3 separate regions of the Sus scrofa genome follow, and regions 1 and 2 are each linked to region 3. Evidence: chromatin contacts called from public promoter capture Hi-C data. All regions are on one chromosome and are shown on one strand. The core of a region is the stretch at or near the end of the contact, and the rest is flanking DNA. Distances in the headings are between cores, read along the strand shown.

Region 1 (2,700 bases), core at 42-2,541, 370 kb before region 3:
TGATGTCTGCCAGGAAGCTCCTCTGTAAATTTATTACTTTCCCCTTTGTAAACTACCACATATTTGGGAAGAGACACTTTGACACTACGCAGACACCCTATTTGGCCTCAAACTTTTGCGCCAGGCTACCCAAGGTCTAGTCTTCTGTAGGCGTAAAATAGCAGCCCCATGGCTCCTGAAACGTCCTCCTTTCCCCCAAACTGAAGTCTTCCACTGGCTTGGCTGAGAAGCTTACCTTGCAGGTTTTCAGTTTCCTTTCCATTTTGGCTTCACAGAAAGTGCTTCGTTCTGTCCTGAAAGCTCATTTAGTACGCTTGAGAAACTGCTTATGTTTCATCCAGCATTTCTCCATTGTGTCGTGGAAGACTACTCTTTCGGGTGATGCCAGCATCTTGCTGAAAGTGATCGTTGCTTCCCCCAAACGCATACACTGACATCAGTCTCCATCTGTATTCTCAAGGCCATCATTCTAACAGCTGTATTTTCCAAGTCCAAGATTCCTATTCTTAAAAAAGGACTTTTCTTGATTTGTGACTTTTTTTTTTACGTGAAAAGACTTAAAATTGTGCAAAGATTATGTTATTATACATTTAGTCTTTTTTTTGAAAGAATAAAATTATGTAAATTGAGACAATTACAGAAAATACTGGACATATGTTCTCTGTACCTATGGCTCGTTAATCATGTTGCTCAATTTCTCTGTTTCTGTTCTGGGTACATGATCTCATACAATAGAGCTGCATCTATGGAACAGTGAGCTCCATTGTTTCTCTGTATTTGATGAAGATGATGATATGAGGAAATAACTGCTATTTCTAAATAATGGATAGATACACATTTTACTTAAAAAATAGTTCTTAACAATTCTAAAAAGTTCTTTTTATCACCTCCTATTGCTGTTTTATTACACTGCTCATGTCTGACATCTATACTGATACCCTTCCAGCAAGCATCTTTCTGTGGAGCTATTTTTTTTTTTTTTTTGACTGGTTCCATCTGTCCTTATAATTCATCTCCCATGCTGAGTGGCTTTGCATGTGGTGATTCCTGGTTTCTTAGCCACTCGGACCTCACAGTTCTCCATGAAAGAGGAAGATCTCACTAGGGTTGTATTCAGATACCTGACTCATGTGAATTTCCTGCTGAGATTAAAATCTGAAAGGGAGAGTCAATCCTGTGTTTTCTGTTTAGGCTGGGGTGGAGATTGGGACTCTTGAGTGTGTGTGTGTGTACATGCACGTGTGCTCATTTGGAGAGTGAGACTAAGTCTCATTGCTCAATAAAGCAAGGAACAGATGGCACTGTCAGTTGCAGGCACAGCACAATCACACACCATCTGAGCATTCCCAAACAGAGCTGCATATGCAAACCCAAGCTGCCAGCAATCCCTCTGATACTTCAATCCCCAGAGCTCCAAGAAAGCATATTGTACTGCATTCCTCTGAACAAGAAAAACTGCTGGACTTTCTGCCTTTCCTCTACATTCCTTCCCACACCCTGTTCCCTGAGGTGCATTGGAGATGCACTTCAAACTACAATTTTATGAAATCAAGTCTTTAGTTATTTGTTCTCTAAGGCAAAGAGGTACTAACACAGAGTGATGCTAGAAATAAAGGAGTGGGACCCATCATAATAAATGTGAATATTATTTATTCACTGAACAAGTATATGAAAATCCCCCTGCGTGAACAAAAGCCCATGTGGCATAGACAGTAATATATTTTTTTTAAAAGTGCAATCTCTGCCCTCAAGCCACTAATAAATCAAAGGCTGTAGGATACACAATGTAACCAAATACCAGTTGGAACATAAAAAATAGCATAAAGTGAAAGGAGTTGAAATGAATGATATTGCTAGTTGAGGGGATAAACCTTATGGAAACAGTAGCATTTGAGTTGGACTTGGAGAAAGTCAGCATTTAGTTGTAAGACAAAGGGGTTGTAGTTTACTAATGAGTGAATGAAAATTGTATACAGAGTACTAGAATAATTTATTCCCATCAGTGGTCTTTTAGCCCATGAAAAATTAAAATGAGAAAAAAATATTAACTGGTTTAGGGATTTGGGCATTTTATTCTCAACGAAGAAATGCTTTTGCAACATTTTCCCCTCTGAAAACTCGCCATTCACCTGGAGCCCACACACTGCTGCTTGAGTGTAAATGGGTGTTACCACTTGGAAAAGTAAAGCTACATATAGGCAGAGCCTGTGATCCAGCAAGTCCACTCCTACACGTAGTCAGCAAAAGTCATGGTCTAGAATATTAATAACAGCATTTTTAGTTCTAAACTGGAAGCTACCCAAATGCCCATTGACATTAAAATTGAAGACTGTATCATGGCATATTCACTCAATGGAATGCCCTGCAGAGAAAAGTGGAATAAGTGTGTGTGTGTGTGTGTGTGTGTGTGTGTGTATACATTCAAGTATACACATACATGCACACACACAGAGCAGTCACTCAGCTAGATACAGAAGAGTAGGTAATGTATGACTCTTTTTATATAAAGTATATAAACTGGCTAAAGTAATCTGGGCTGTTAGAGGTCAGGGTAGTTGCCTTGAGGAGTAGTAAGTGGATGGGAACACAAGGAGGGTCTTCTGAGGAGTCTGTAAATTTGCAATCTCTTTTTCTAGGTTCCAGTTAAATGAGTGAGTTCAGTTTATGAAAAATTAATCAAATTTTATTTTGATGATGTAT
Region 2 (2,700 bases), core at 86-2,585, 390 kb before region 3:
CTATGACCTTAACCTTAATGCTACACTTTTTATTAGGACGCTAATTTTGCCCTCCCAGGCAACAAACATAGTCTGCTTATTCTCAAGACTTAAAAACACTTTCCGTAATAATAACTACCATTAAAGGAACTTTCTAAGTATTATTTCTAGTTCCCAGTCACTCTTATGTTACTGAAAGATGAGGAAATCGCCTCGGAAATATTAAAATCACTTATCCGAAAATACGGAGCTATTAAAAATGATCTGTAGAGCTCGGGATTCGGAACCCGGACTCTGAAAACAACCTCCGCAACACCGCACTGATCTCAGCCTTAACATAATTTCCGTTTGTATCGTGAAATGCATCAAGATAACGTTTCTACACTCCACGTTAAAATTCCAACTTTTTGCAATCCTATTATTTTACACGCAGTCCCTGAAAGAGAATAAGAGAATTCTTAGCTCACAGAATTAAGGAATTAAGTGCAATTACCTTTCTAATTTCATCCAGCACCGTTTCAAAGGACTTTTTGTCCATCTTGACTACTAGCTCCACGAGGTTTTAACAGTTACACTTTCAATTACAAAATGTTCATCCCTCGTCTGCTCCAATAGTAAAAATGTTTACCGCTGAGAAAGAAAAAAAGACTCAAGGAGCAGGAGAAAGGATGCGAAGAGGTAGAGTACTTCAAACGCTGCAAAAATTTCCAAAAATGGAGACTTATAAAAACTTTTTACTAAAAACGAAACCCGTCAGGCTTCCCCAGCTTCTTTACACAAAGCAGCAGGAACCCTCGCGGAAGAGCCAGGTCCTCTCTGAGTCCCGCAGAAAAACCCGCGGTTCGCAGCCCGAGGCAGACCGTCGGTCCCTTCAGCCGAAGGCCAGGTGCCGCCGTCGTGAAGCCGCCTTTCCAGGTGGAGCGGCCCAGAGAGTAGAGGCACCTGCGCCCCGAAACCGATGGGCGGCAAGGAAGGAGGCACTGGTTTCCCGGCCCGCACCAGCGCCTCGGCCGCCGGCCGCCTCTCACCGCCGCAAACCTGGCCTCATGGCCTGACTAGCGCTCACTCCCAGCAGCTCCTCGGGACTCCTCGGTCCCGCAGCCCGGGCAGCGGAGGCCTGGCAGGCTCTTTGTTACCAGGTGCCACCGCTTCCGGGAGCGGGCCGGCGGCCGGAGAGCTCCAGGAGCCGGGCAAAGGGGGGAACGCTCCCGGGTAGGGGGACTCCCGAATACCGCAGCGCCAAGAGCGCCAGGAGCCCCTCCTGGTTACCCCCACAGCTTCCCCCTGGCTCCTGGGGGCCTTCAATAGGGCCCGTCGCACCCGAGTAAACTCAACTCTGCGCCGCCAGCTTAGACCACGCCTTCAGGAGCGACTTTAAAGGGGTCCTGGTGTGGGAATGTAGATGTCCATGGCGCATGCCTGGGTGTCTCGAAATTGGATGCAGCTGATGTTCGTCCCAGAACCCAAAAGTTATTTTTTGAGGGTCACACCCTTGATTCTAGGATTTGATTGTGCCAGTTTGTGATTGCTAAATCTGAATTTAAAAGAATGAATGTGGAGTTGTTAAGGCATATCTACGGGCGCCCCGATACTGGCGTACCGGAGATCTCCGCAGCGTGGAAGGTCCGAAGGGTGGTCACGGGGTAAAACGAGGCACGTGATATGAGGGCGGGGGCGGGAACGAGTTGGGAACCCAAAACCTCAGTTCTGATTTTCTGTTACTTGGGTCTCTGCTGCCTTTTCGTTCTCGAACCCCGCGCATCCAGGGAAAGGGGTTTGGAGCTAGGAACTCGGGAAGCGACTAAGTGCGTGGACTTGAGGCTGTCCGGTGGCCCCCAGCCGCCTGCCAATCCTTTTCCCTCACCAGACTTCCCGTCTGGTCATGGCGAGATTCTGGGTCTGCGTAGCCGGCGCTGGCTTCTTTCTTGCATATCTGGTTTTACATTCGCATATTTGTGGCTCTTCGGTGAGTTGGATTGTGAGGAAACGGCTGGTGGGTGTGTGGATAGCACTGTGGGGAGGAGGTCTTGGGATGGAGTTGGAGCTGGTTTTCGCACTAGCTGGGCTCAAAACCTGCACCGGGGGCCGAACCGCCGACGTGTTGCTTGTCTCAGTGTTAAAACGTTTTCCTATTTTCTTTTCTTACGCAGCTCCCACTACGTCTTCATTTTGCTTTTAAATTTTCCTGGAGAGCTGAGGAAATCCTTTACCGGCTGGATGTGGATTGGCCCACGTATTCAGAATACTTTACTGGAGCAACATTTTGTGTTGCAGTTGATTCCCTCAACGAATTGGTTTATGTAGCCCAAGTAAGTAAATTTTTTTCGGAGTTATGAACATGAAGAAGACAGTTTTCCTGTATTAAGTCCATATATACGTTTATGTTTTGCCAATTGTGAAATTTTTTTTTTGAGTTAAAGTTAACATTTTAATTTTGAATGTGGTAGATAATAATGTTGTTAGGTTTCGTAGCAGGTTTTTTAAACGTGACTGAATTTCTCGATTAACTTTTAAATTTTGTTTCTCTTTGCCAACATAAAGATTGCCTCTTTAAAACGGATCTTACCTAAGCAGTTATTTTTGTGTACCTTTAGAGAGGGGATAACATCCCAAAGGTATTAGTGTTCACAGAGGATGGATATTTCCTACGAGCCTGGAATTACACAGTTGACACACCTCATGGCATATTTGCAGCCAGTACACTACATGAACAATCCGTCT
Region 3 (2,742 bases), core at 21-2,520:
GGGGGGGGGGGGGGGGGGGGGGGGGGAGGTAGGGAGGATTTATAGATTATGTCATCTAACTTTAAATAAACAGCCTCACAAAATGGCAAATGGCCTAAAAAGATTCCTTCAGAGAACCCACAAATTGAAGATAATACTAACAATATAGTCACAAATAAAGTAAAAGGGGCAGAGCTGACACTCCCCATCCTCTAAGGACAAGGTGTTCATAGCCTAAGTGTTTTAGTATATTAAGGAGCTCAACACACATAACTAGCATTCACATTTTCACTAAAAGAAAACCTTTATCTTCAATACGAATTGTTATATATAAATATTATATATATACACACCCATATAAAAATATACACATATTTAAAACTTAGGTCTCTGATGAGGCTTACCTGAATAATTATTTTTAACTGTTGGAAAATATTGATTTGAACTGTTGAAAATCCTGATTTTTACGGCTTTAACTTATAATTTATAGTTAGCATTATAAAATAAATTAACATTAAAAAACATAAAAATTGCTTTAAATATATTTAAATTTTACCATAATGTCCCTGTCTTCGCACTCCTACATATCATTCCAAGTTTCAGATTATTTTGTTTACAAATGCAAATTCAGAGAAGTGCAAATAAACACGGAAAGGTGGGGAATAATTTAAGGTTGCGGGCCTACCTTATTAACCTGTTCACATATTCAGCAACACACGAAGATTAGAAAATTTCAGGCCGCTTGGAAAGGTACCAAATGAAAAATGGAAACCTCCTTTCCACAGGAATGCCATCCTGGAAAAAAAAAAAAAAAAGCCTAAATTTACACATTTCTCTTTTTCACACAATCACACAAGTGTTTCACATTATATACACTATAACGCACCTTGCTTTTTTCACATACTAGATTTTGGAATTCTTTCCACAGCCTCATTTAAATCTCCTTCACAGCAGATAACAGTTGCATAGTATTCTAAAGTGATCTTAACTGGAAATAACTTTTACCGAACGTATTTGTGAGACACAGGGCTCCGTGTGTTTCACTTCTGCCTAGCACGAACTTTCAAAGATTCAGGATTCCACATGCCCTTTTAATCCCGTAAACTGGAATCTCCAAACTCTATAAATTTGCCCTGAAGTTTAATCTATTTTGCAAAGTCGCGCGTTAGTCTCGTCCCCTCTTGCTCCGAGAGTCCTGCCCCGCCCCTTCTCTTCCTTCCACCAATTTCTACCGCCCCCAGCAGCTCCGCTCAACAGGAGTGGTCAGGGCAGAACCTTCCCAGGGCGCATGCGCGGTAGGTAGGCGCATGCGCGATGCGCGGCTGCTGGCGCGTCGCGCACCGGGGCTGAGGTGGCCGGCGCCGAGGAGGGGGCGGGACGCGCGGCGCTATGGCTGAGGGTAGCGGGGAAGTAGTCGCAGTGCCCGTGACCGGGGCTGCCAACGGCTTCAGTAATGGGGCCAGTGGGACCTCGGCGCAGACCAACAACCCGCTGTCGCGGAAGCTGCGTAAGATCCTGGACACGCGGCTGGACAACGACAAGGTAACCGCAGCCGGCAGGGCCGAAGGTCCCGCGTCGTTCGCGGGTCGGAGGGACTGGGGGCGGCGTCTGTCCGACACCCTCTAGCTTGTCCCTTGTCCCCACCGCCGAGGGGACCCCAGGCCCTCGGGACCCGCTGTCGTGCCGGCATGGGGCGGGTAAGAAAGGGTAGGCCGAGGAGCCCCTGGAAAAGCGAAGAGGTTTTCTGGGTATTGCTCCCTATTTATTTAAAACGGTTCTTTCCTCGATGACTCTGGATCCGGAAGGTAAACGGTGGAGGCGCCCTGCTTCCGCAGGTGTTCGGGGGTTCTGAGCAGGGAGGGAGAGAGGAGACACCCCCCTGGGGGCGCAGAAGAAGAAACGGGCAAAAGAGGAAAATGCAAGATAAGGCAGGACGAAGGGGGGCCTTCGGAGGAACGAAGGCCAAGGCTAAGCATCACTGAGCTTTTCCATTGACAGGTGAAAACATCTAACAATTTACAGAGCGACAGGGCTACCACCTGCTTATGGTTCAAAGGAAACAATACTAGTTTTTGTTGTTGGCCAAGCACTAACAATTTACAGCGCGAAAGGGCTACCACCTGTTGATGGTTCAAAGGAAACAATACTAATTTTGTTGTTAGCCAAGCACTAACTGACGTGTGGGCTTGTGCTGTATTTCTTTACAAGATAAACCTCCCGCATCCTCTTCCAAGTACCTTCTGAAACTTAGAGCGGACTTCCCATCTCCACTAGTAGCTGCTTATCTCTTCTGTATCACTGAGTCCCTAGGTATATTGTCATGCCGTTGTGGTTAAAATAAAAATATATATGTAGAAGTGAGAGTTCTAAAGATGAATTTGTAGGTAACTGACAGTAACCTGTCAATAAGAATTTTTGTGTTAAAAAAATAACAATATAATGAGCTAAGAAAGGTAGGCTCTGGGGCCACGGATTATTGGCTCTAAACCACCAAATTGGTGCATTATGGTTTAAGCCCCTTCTCTAAGCTGATGTTAAAATTCTAAATTGGGAATACTGCTAATAACTTTCTCAGGGTTGTTGTGAGGGTTCAGGGAGAGACTGCTTAGCACAGGGCCCCAGCAGTTTTTCCTTATGAAATGTTAATTCTTATTAAATGCTAATATTATACAATTTCTTAAGGGTTTAAAGTATCTAATATTGACATGGACTATTTCATTTACTACATCTACTCTGATAAATTAATATTATCGCCTTTTTACC

What was found. Promoter capture Hi-C pulls out the DNA fragments that hold promoters and counts their contacts.
Region 1: a contact with region 3 is called in a promoter capture Hi-C map of fetal skeletal muscle, with 6 times the contacts expected there. The contact joins the enhancer-like site here to the promoter of COG6 in region 3. A contact is called at or near these places in 2 of 5 promoter capture datasets (fetal liver and fetal skeletal muscle), 11 of 47 Hi-C or Micro-C datasets (brain, embryonic fibroblasts, fetal heart ventricle and 6 more) and 1 of 2 datasets of contacts at active chromatin or transcription factors (skeletal muscle).
Region 2: a promoter capture Hi-C map of liver shows a contact between it and region 3, with 5 times the contacts expected there. The contact joins the promoter of PROSER1 here to the promoter of COG6 in region 3. A contact is called at or near these places in 3 of 5 promoter capture datasets (fetal liver, fetal skeletal muscle and liver), 14 of 47 Hi-C or Micro-C datasets (brain, embryonic fibroblasts, fetal heart ventricle and 8 more) and 2 of 2 datasets of contacts at active chromatin or transcription factors (alveolar macrophages and skeletal muscle).

What each region holds. Positions count from the first base shown.
Region 1 is chr11:14,203,785-14,206,484 of Sscrofa11.1, forward strand. The region is part of intron 7 of NHLRC3 (a long non-coding RNA gene); the gene reads left to right. Among named protein-coding and RNA genes, the nearest start is that of NHLRC3, 21 kb to the left of the region's middle. Within about 2 kb of position 1,292, at least 5 of the 83 cell types and tissues checked have an H3K27ac peak or open chromatin away from gene starts, as enhancers often do. A contact at or near this core is called in fetal skeletal muscle, where this site is marked.
Region 2 is chr11:14,182,511-14,185,210 of Sscrofa11.1, forward strand. It overlaps PROSER1 (proline and serine-rich protein 1), which reads right to left and starts at 1,336. Exons shown (of 13, transcript XM_021065266.1): 1 at 473-1,336. The coding sequence starts at 517. NHLRC3 (a long non-coding RNA gene) reads left to right here and starts at 1,626. Exons shown (of 10, transcript XR_002336530.1): 1 at 1,626-1,945; 2 at 2,130-2,288; 3 at 2,574-2,700.
Region 3 is chr11:14,574,934-14,577,675 of Sscrofa11.1, forward strand. COG6 (conserved oligomeric Golgi complex subunit 6) reads left to right here and starts at 1,271. Exons shown (of 22, transcript XR_002336515.1): 1 at 1,271-1,521. It overlaps LHFP (lipoma HMGIC fusion partner), which reads right to left and starts at 1,197. Exons shown (of 6, transcript XM_005668367.3): 1 at 866-1,197; 2 at 665-774.